Linked DNA regions of Mus musculus: all the other regions are linked to region 1. The links are chromatin contacts, called in public HiChIP or PLAC-seq maps. All regions are on one chromosome and are shown on one strand. Each heading gives the region's core, a stretch centred on a gene start, on an enhancer-like site or on the middle of the called end of the contact. The rest is flanking DNA. Distances are from core to core; before and after follow the strand shown. Region 1 has its middle 18 kb from the start of Gm35658. Region 2 overlaps Anp32a (acidic (leucine-rich) nuclear phosphoprotein 32 family, member A). Region 3 overlaps Smad3 (SMAD family member 3).

Region 1 (2,542 bases), core at 20-2,519:
ACACATCCACCATGGTATCCTACCTCACTCACAAGACTGGAATCAACAGCTGAGTATCGAAAGGCTTTCCTCTCATTTCTCTCAGGCGTTTGTCACAGCAATGAAGTGGCCAACACAAGAGTAGAGCTCAGACTGGGTTTGTGACTCAGATGGTAGAGGGCTTGCCTGGCACACACAAAGCCCTGGTTCTATCTCCAGTACTGCATAAACTGAGCAAGGTGGCACACACCTGTGATCTCAGCCCTTGGGAGGTAACGACAAGAGGATCAGAAGTTCAAGGTGATCCTTGGAGCTTGAAGACAGTGTGAGATACTGAGACCCTATCTAAAATCATAGCGGGAAGGAAGGAAGAAAGGAGGGAGGGAGGGAGGGAGGGAAGGAAGGGAGGGAGGGAGGGAGGGAGGGAGGAGAGGACTGGGTTGGGAAAATGGCTCTGCTCCTACTCAGCACAGAGGGGAGGACAGATAAGGCACATGGCAGATAGAGCATAAACTCTGAGTCCCAAACCAGCTGTGTCCCAGTGTCTTTACAAACAGGAACAGCAGCTGCCCCACCTCTTACATTTGACCAAGAATTCTGGGGAATGTCACTGATCACAGAGAAGCTGAGGGCAGAGGTGCTGCAGATCACTGGCATCCCAGCCCTGGCCAAAACCATGCTCAGTGACACTTGCTCTCATGACCAACTCATTCAAAGTATTCCACTAGCAGCTCACCAGACTAAACCCCAGCCTGGGAGCCCAGAGCAGGCTAGGATCACCTAAAACCCTTGATTCCTGGCTTGAAGTCTGTTGGTGATGACTCCTATTGACGTCCCTTTGGTGGAAAGAATGTCACTAGCCTGCCTCTAGCCTTCCTGGGCGTCCTGTGTGGCCTAAAGCCGATAAGAGTGTGTACGTGCAGGCCCTTGGGCCAGATGCCTTCTTGTTGCTAGGCACCGGATGCTCTGATCTGAGCCTGGGATCAGGCCTGTGGGATGAGACATAGAAGAGGCCTTTGGGGCACAGAGCTGAGGATCCTATTGTCTTTACAGGGAGGAGTTGGGTCAGCTACCTTACTGCTGATTTGTTTGTTTAACTTTCCTTTTTATCCTATGTTCCTCTGATGGGAAGAAGGTCTACTTGTGGGCTCCTACTTCACGGAGTTTTTCAGTCTTCCTAGGCGAAAGCACACATTCCTGAAAACCACTCAAGAAAGGTGTCTCTGGGGTAGCAGTGGGTCTTGAGGCCCGAGTTAACAGCTCATGTGCACATGTGGGTGTGAGTGTGTGTGCTCCTAAGCACACGTTCTCAGGGACTGGAACCCCTCCCACCACATTCCCCAGGGCGTCTCCCCAGCCACTGCGACTATAATCATAGCCAGCCTGGGACTTTAACCAAACATCACATTCCACCACCCTGGACAACCTCTTTGTTTGATCTTCTCTCTAGAGACACAGGTCAGGAGGAAGGTGGGGCGAGGCGGTGAGCAGCAGCATGTGGGATGCATCTCTTCCTTCTCTTGTTTTAGAAGCTGCAAACCCAATACTGGTCCTCAAGTCTCCCCCAGTTTCTCCGCCTCAAACCTAAGGACCTCGGGCACAAATTTCTGAGAATCGGGGCCACCTCAAAGTCACTAGTCCAACCGATTACTTTATAGAACCCTGGGACACCGACTTTAATGTCACACACACAGAGGGACAGCTTTGCAGAAGTCCAGGAAAGAGCCTTCTTCCACATCCCAGCCCTCTCCACCAGTTAGCAGCCGCTGGGTGACACCTCAGTTACTCACTTAGAACTCAGCCCAACAAGCAAAGCAAAAGGCAGGAAGTGTGTGGCGGAGACTTATTTATGCTAGAGTGTGGATGACTGACATCGGGAGGTCTTCAGACAAAGGAGATTTAGGTAGAAAGCAGAAATGAAAAGATCAGGAGGGCACTAGATTATGTAAAAGTCGGCTGAGGTGACTGAGGTTAGCTACCGGGAGGAGACCATCAAGCCGGGAAGCAGCAAGCACCAGAGAGAAACTTCACATTAATACATGGCTCATGGGTCCAGGTCTGATTCTTTCTTCTGCAGGGGGAGCAGTGGGAATTTCAAAGTGTCAGATCCCTCTATGCATCTAATCCTGTTGCTCTCCAGAGAGAATGTGTTTTAGATTTATCTTCAAACTGCCTCAAGGATCCGTGGGTCATTCATTTGGGCCACCTGGGGCCTCAGCTTTGGCTGGGTTCAACTTCCTTCCTGCCTCACAGTGGGAGAGCAGCGATTCCTCCCAGGCTGGGTTTTGTTTGTTTGGTTTTGTTTTAATAATTTAAGTTCTCTGTTTTATGTATCTAATCTCTTCATATTTTCAAGATAAAATTAGTTCTACAGGGCATGTTAAATTCTCTGAGTATATTGGAATTGTTGTTTATCATTTAAATTTAATTTAACCTTTTTCTTTCTTTAGTGTTTTTAATTACTTAAGAAATACACATCCCTTGTAAAGGATTCATAAAACGGTGAAGGATGTGGAAGCAGACACCACCTGAAAGGAAACTTCCACTGCTAACATCCTTAGCT
Region 2 (2,542 bases), core at 18-2,517, 710 kb after region 1:
GTAACTATAGCCCAGTGCAAAATGAGATGGTGGGCCCCTTGCTGGAAATTTACCTGGTAGATAGCATATGCTTTCCTAGCCTGTACTAGTCTCTTGTTTGATTTTTCCAATACTACATAAACTTGGTAGAAGATGGATGACAAGTTCAATACCATCCCCAGTTATACACTGAGTTTGAGACCAGCCTGGGCTATGTGAAACTCATCTCAAAACAAAACACAAAACAAAGCCTCACATAGAATTCTAAGACAGTGACAGCCAACTATGTGTGTAGGTCACATGGCTGTGGCGCTGGCTCTGATTAGAATGGACATCTTGGGTCTACGACAGGCCTTCTAAAAAAAATAATGACCCAGGGGGAAAGGACACTTTAAGAGCCGCCCCTTACTTTTTCAGAACTTCTATGGCAACTCAGGATGGGCAGAAGGCGGACTCTAGCCAAACAGACCTGGCTCTAGTCCAAGTTCCTCTCTCTAGCCCAGCTGTTCCTAACCTGTAGGTCTCCACCTCTCTGGGGTTAAACAACTCTTTCACAGGGGTCTGCCTAAGACCAGCAGAAAACACAGATATTTACATTGTGACTATAGCAAAGTTACAGTTATGAAGTAGCAACAAAAAATTGTATGGTTGCAATCAGTTAAGAAGAGTGGGGAACCACTGGTCTCTCGCCCTTCTCACCTCTCTGGGCTTCCAGTTTCCTCTCAGAATTCTAGTGCCAACGACCCAGGGCCGGATTACACAATAAGAAGTCTAGCCTAGAATTTTGCCAGCTTGAAGAAAAAAAAGCTACCCACCATCCCCTTTACCACTGGCTCTACTGATGGTGTCCACACTGAAGATGGTAGCAGGGAATGAAGGCTCCTAACCAGGCCCAGTCCTCCATGCCTTCCTGCCACAGGCTCTGAGCCCAACACCCCAAGCCTCCCACCCTGCTCTGGAGCCGTGGAGAGCATTTAAAACAAACCCTCTGGGTTCAACCTCTACATCTTGCTTTGCCTGGTTTTCTACCCCCAACCTCCAGACATGATTTGCGCTTCCTTTACTGAACAAGAATTGGATAAATATATGTGGTTTGGTTTCAACCTTGTCAGTCCCTGACCAATTTAGGTTCCAGGTTCCAGGCTTCGAACAGAAGACTCAAATCAGATTGACCCAGTGTTTTTTGGTGCTCCTGGATTTTAACTAGGTCAGCTTTTAAATGGGCCACCCCCTGCTGCAGATCCCATTCCTAGCTAGAAGGCCACGCTGTGTGAGTCACTGAGGTTTGAGGCAGAGCTAATAAACGGACACTTGCGTTTGTTTTAACGGTAAAATCTACTTACCGACCTGTGTGGGAAGGGACACAGCTCTGGGGGGAAAGGCTGGATGTTTTGAAAGTTACCGAGATCTTACTGAACAGAGGTCAGTGTTTTCTGATCATAACCCACTGAAAGGGATACATTTTAGGAGCTGGAGAGATGGCTCAGCAGGCAAGCCACTTGCAGCTCTTGACTGAGTTTGGTACCCAGCACCAGGGTCAGAGGCTCACAATTGCCTGTAGCTCCAGCTGGGGAGGGGAGTGGATTGATTCTGCACTCTCTCTAGTCTCCCCAGGCACATGCATACGCATTAATTACACAGCCACATTAATACAAATAAAACAAAAAGCAAGCAAACAAACAAAACCTACTTTACTCAGAGCACACACAAACTGTTTGCCTGTAGGCACACTTGGTGAAAATAAACACTACACATAGAATCCCATCTATAGATTTAAAAAAAAAAAACTTAAAAGTTTCATTTATGTGTCTCTGTGAGAGAATGCCACTTGTGTAGGGGAGCCTGCAGAGGGCAATCTCTTGGAGGAATTACAGGGGGCTGTGAGGGGCCGGATCTGAGTCCAGAGAACAGAATCCAAGTCCTCTGCACGTGCCCCAAGTGCTCTTAACTGCTGAGCCATCTCTCCAGCCCTCTTATTACTTCAATTTTTAAAATGTGGCCCACAGTATGGGGTGAAGTGGGCCAGAGAGATTGATGTTCGGCAGAGGACGGGGGGGGGGGGGGGGGGCGGAAGATGGGCGGCTGGGCAGAGAACTCTGGCCCGGGTGATTAATTTTAATTTTTCTTTTCTGCCACAACACGCCTCCTGTCCTAGGTCAGAATCTGCCCCCCACCGCCATCCCCAAAAGTAAGAGAACCCACGGCCCATCCACCATCCTCCCAAGTTCCTGCAGCCTTGTGGCTGCCAGGGCTTGGGGGTTTCAACGCCTCTCAGGATCTTCCGTAGTCTTAGCCAGGGGCAAGAGCCTTCTTCGCTTTAAAAACAAACAAAACCCTCCCCGAGAATTGAAAGCCTCTCCGGGCCTCGGATTTTTGCTGCTACGTACAAAGCAGCTCTGCAGGCAGGCGGCGGGGGAGCACGTGGCGCGGGCAACGGTGATGCCATCCTCATTACTTAGAGGCAGGAGGGCGGGCCGAGGAAGATCAGGCTGGCTCATAGGTCCAGCTGGCAGGGCAGGCTGAGACTGCACCAGCCCGCCAGCCCTGCGACTCGCTCTTGTCC
Region 3 (2,542 bases), core at 29-2,528, 600 kb before region 1:
GAGCCAAAGGAGGTCATCTGTGGATTCAAACAGCCTATTTGGCAGTTATAGAAAATAGAGTTTGTTGTGTAGCACCCAGGCTGGACAGCAAGCCCTGCTTCTCTGTGTTGTTGATCACATCGGATGTGACCTAACACCATATCGAGTTTTCACTTGAAAACAAGAATAGTGCCCCCACTCAGCATACCCAGGGTCCTTGTATTCTGGGACAGTGTCTGCTCTGGAGTTTGTGTCCCCTCCCACCTGTGCCTAACCATAGGCGTGCCCTTAGCCCAGGGCTCCCTGGGGAGTGGAGAAGCAGACCCCTCTGGTGCTCCTCATGTCTAGATTTTCCAGTGAAGAAGGTGCCTCTGATATCTAAGAGGGAAGGCCTGGGGGCTGCTTAATGTCTTACTTACAAGGCACAGAAAGTAACGACACCCAGATCTCTCACCACACTGTCCCCCTGTCTCTTCCTGATCCAGAGAGGCCATACTCAGAGTCTGCCCTCAGGACACCCTGACGGCCACACTGTGTGGTCCATCTCTCCATATCTCTCCATAAGGGGGCAAGGCTGGGTTCTAGGATTTTTTTGGGCAGTCCTTTGCACAGAAGGAAAATTTTTGATATGAGTACTTCAAGAGCCATAGAAGGAGAGGTCCTACATCAATTGCCTATGGCTCCAAAGCCACTCAAGACTAATGCAAGGGACCGTTAAAGCCACCACGATGTTTGTTGTTGTTGTTGTTTTGTTTTCTCCCTGTTTTTCTGGGTTAGCTTTGCCCTTTGGACCAGGAAAAAAAAAAAGGACAAAAATAAAACCCACATATAATCCAAATTAAAAAAAAAAAAAAGAAAGAAAAAAGAAAAAAAGGAAAATGTAATGATTTCTGCAGAGCAGTGAAGGCCAGAGGTGTGATGGGGGATTACATTGTTCAGATGAATGTGTGCTTCTGCTGATACAGGTGTGACTTAGGAAAGTGTGTGGCTGGGCGTGGTTTTCATCGACAAACCCAAGTTAGGCAAGAACCTCTCTGTTTTACACCAGAGGCTCCCAGGTGTTGGGAGAAACTGTGGCGAGAAAGCCACGGTTATGTAGGAGCAGAGATTTGGCTGTGGGATGAGTATCCTACTCTGACAACTTGAAAAACTAAACAGGAGCGTTTGGGGGTAAGTTCATGCTGCTTGTAGATGAATCCCGAAGGCCCAGAGGAAAGACATTCTCCACACACTAAAGATAAGGCCTTGTGAAATGACTACAGCCTGCTCGGGTCATGCAGCTGAGATCAGGGCAGGGTGTAGGAGTGAGTCACACAGGCTTTCTGTGAACTCAGGCAGCCGGAGGGAAGTTTGTCAGCCTCTCACAAGAAGATGGAATGGGCGCTTGCAAGTCGACTAAGAAGACTAATGACGGAGTCAGTGTATTAGTCGGCTAGTGCTGAGTAACAAGCCGTGCCCACCCCCCAATGGGCCATGGGGCAGCAGCTGCCTGGTACTTCCTGGTGCTCGCTGAGGTGCAGGGGAAAAGGAGGAAGAACACAGCGATTCTGCTGATGTCCCATTGTCTAGGAGCAGTCAAGGGACAAGACAGTCCTTGCGGCCGGTGCTGTCTAGTGGCTGCATCTCAGCCTTGCCTCTTGCCATGAGTGGATGTGAGTGATGCTCACAGGTGGGGTAGGGTCTTTTTTTTTTTTTTTTTTTGATATTTTCTTTATTTACATTTCAAATGTTTCCCCCTTTCCAGGTCTCCCCTGTGGAAACCCATCCCTCCTCCTCCTCCTGCCTCTATGAGAGTGCTCACCCACCCACCCACCCACTCCTGTCTTCCTGCCCTGGTATTCCCCTACAATGGGGCATCAAAGACCCTCAGGCCCAAGGGCCTCTCCTCCCACTGATGTCCAACAAGGCCATCCTGTGCTACATATGTGGCTGGAGCCATGGGTCCCTCCCCATGTATTCTTTGGTTGGTGGTCCAGTCCCTGTGAGCTCTCGGGCCTCTGGCCTGTTGGCACTGTTGCCCCCTCCATAGGGCTGCAAACCCTCTAAGCTCCTTCAGTCCCTTCTCCAACTCCTCCATTGGGGACCCCTGTGTTTAGTCCAATGGTTGGCTGCGAGCATCTGGTGGGGTAAGGTCTTTAGAAGACTTGAGCCTCAGTCTCCTTCACTGTTGCTGTTAGTACTCCACAGGATAACTGAAAAGAGAGCTCGTCTCAGGGAGAGGCCAGAGGCCAGTAGTGAGGGGTGGGGAGCGAGGGGAAGGAGAGCAAGCTCGTCCTTCAGATTTCCTCACTTCATGGCCCGGGTTTCAGAGATGTGGCCGGGGTTCAGAAGAGGTGCTGATGGAGCACGTGGAAACAAAAGGCTCCCTTCAGCCCTGATGTCCTACCTCCACCCGTTTTCAGTGCTGGTCTGGGCTTGGGAGTCTGCCTCTGCTTTTCAGAAGCTCTGTGGCCTTTGGGGAGCCTCTGAAGGTCTGAGCTAGGCAGTTAGCAGTGGGTCAAGGCTATGTTGCTTTCTCACATGGCAGTGGACCTGGTACATGTTCACGCTGACTAGGTCCTGA

What was found. HiChIP or PLAC-seq counts read pairs in DNA pulled down with a chosen protein or histone mark.
Region 2: a contact with region 1 is called in a FOXA1 HiChIP or PLAC-seq map of pancreatic cancer cells. The contact joins two enhancer-like sites. A contact is called at or near these places in 1 of 484 Hi-C or Micro-C datasets (rod photoreceptor) and 1 of 115 datasets of contacts at active chromatin or transcription factors (pancreatic cancer cells).
Region 3: a contact with region 1 is called in an HNF4G HiChIP or PLAC-seq map of pancreatic cancer cells. The contact joins two enhancer-like sites. A contact is called at or near these places in 1 of 115 datasets of contacts at active chromatin or transcription factors (pancreatic cancer cells) and 1 of 9 other capture datasets (embryonic stem cells).

The regions. Positions count from the first base shown.
Region 1 is chr9:63,073,813-63,076,354 of GRCm38.p6, reverse strand. No RefSeq gene overlaps it. Among named protein-coding and RNA genes, the nearest start is that of Gm35658, 18 kb to the left of the region's middle. Within about 2 kb of position 1,269, at least 72 of the 459 cell types and tissues checked have an H3K27ac peak or open chromatin away from gene starts, as enhancers often do. A contact at or near this core is called in pancreatic cancer cells and rod photoreceptor, where this site is marked.
Region 2 is chr9:62,363,751-62,366,292 of GRCm38.p6, reverse strand. All of the region lies in intron 1 of Anp32a (acidic (leucine-rich) nuclear phosphoprotein 32 family, member A), which reads right to left. Among named protein-coding and RNA genes, the nearest start is that of Gm40522, 16 kb to the left of the region's middle. Within about 2 kb of position 1,267, at least 82 of the 459 cell types and tissues checked have an H3K27ac peak or open chromatin away from gene starts, as enhancers often do. A contact at or near this core is called in pancreatic cancer cells and rod photoreceptor, where this site is marked.
Region 3 is chr9:63,673,572-63,676,113 of GRCm38.p6, reverse strand. All of the region lies in intron 1 of Smad3 (SMAD family member 3), which reads left to right. Among named protein-coding and RNA genes, the nearest start is that of Gm51710, 57 kb to the left of the region's middle. Within about 2 kb of position 1,278, at least 76 of the 459 cell types and tissues checked have an H3K27ac peak or open chromatin away from gene starts, as enhancers often do. A contact at or near this core is called in pancreatic cancer cells, where this site is marked.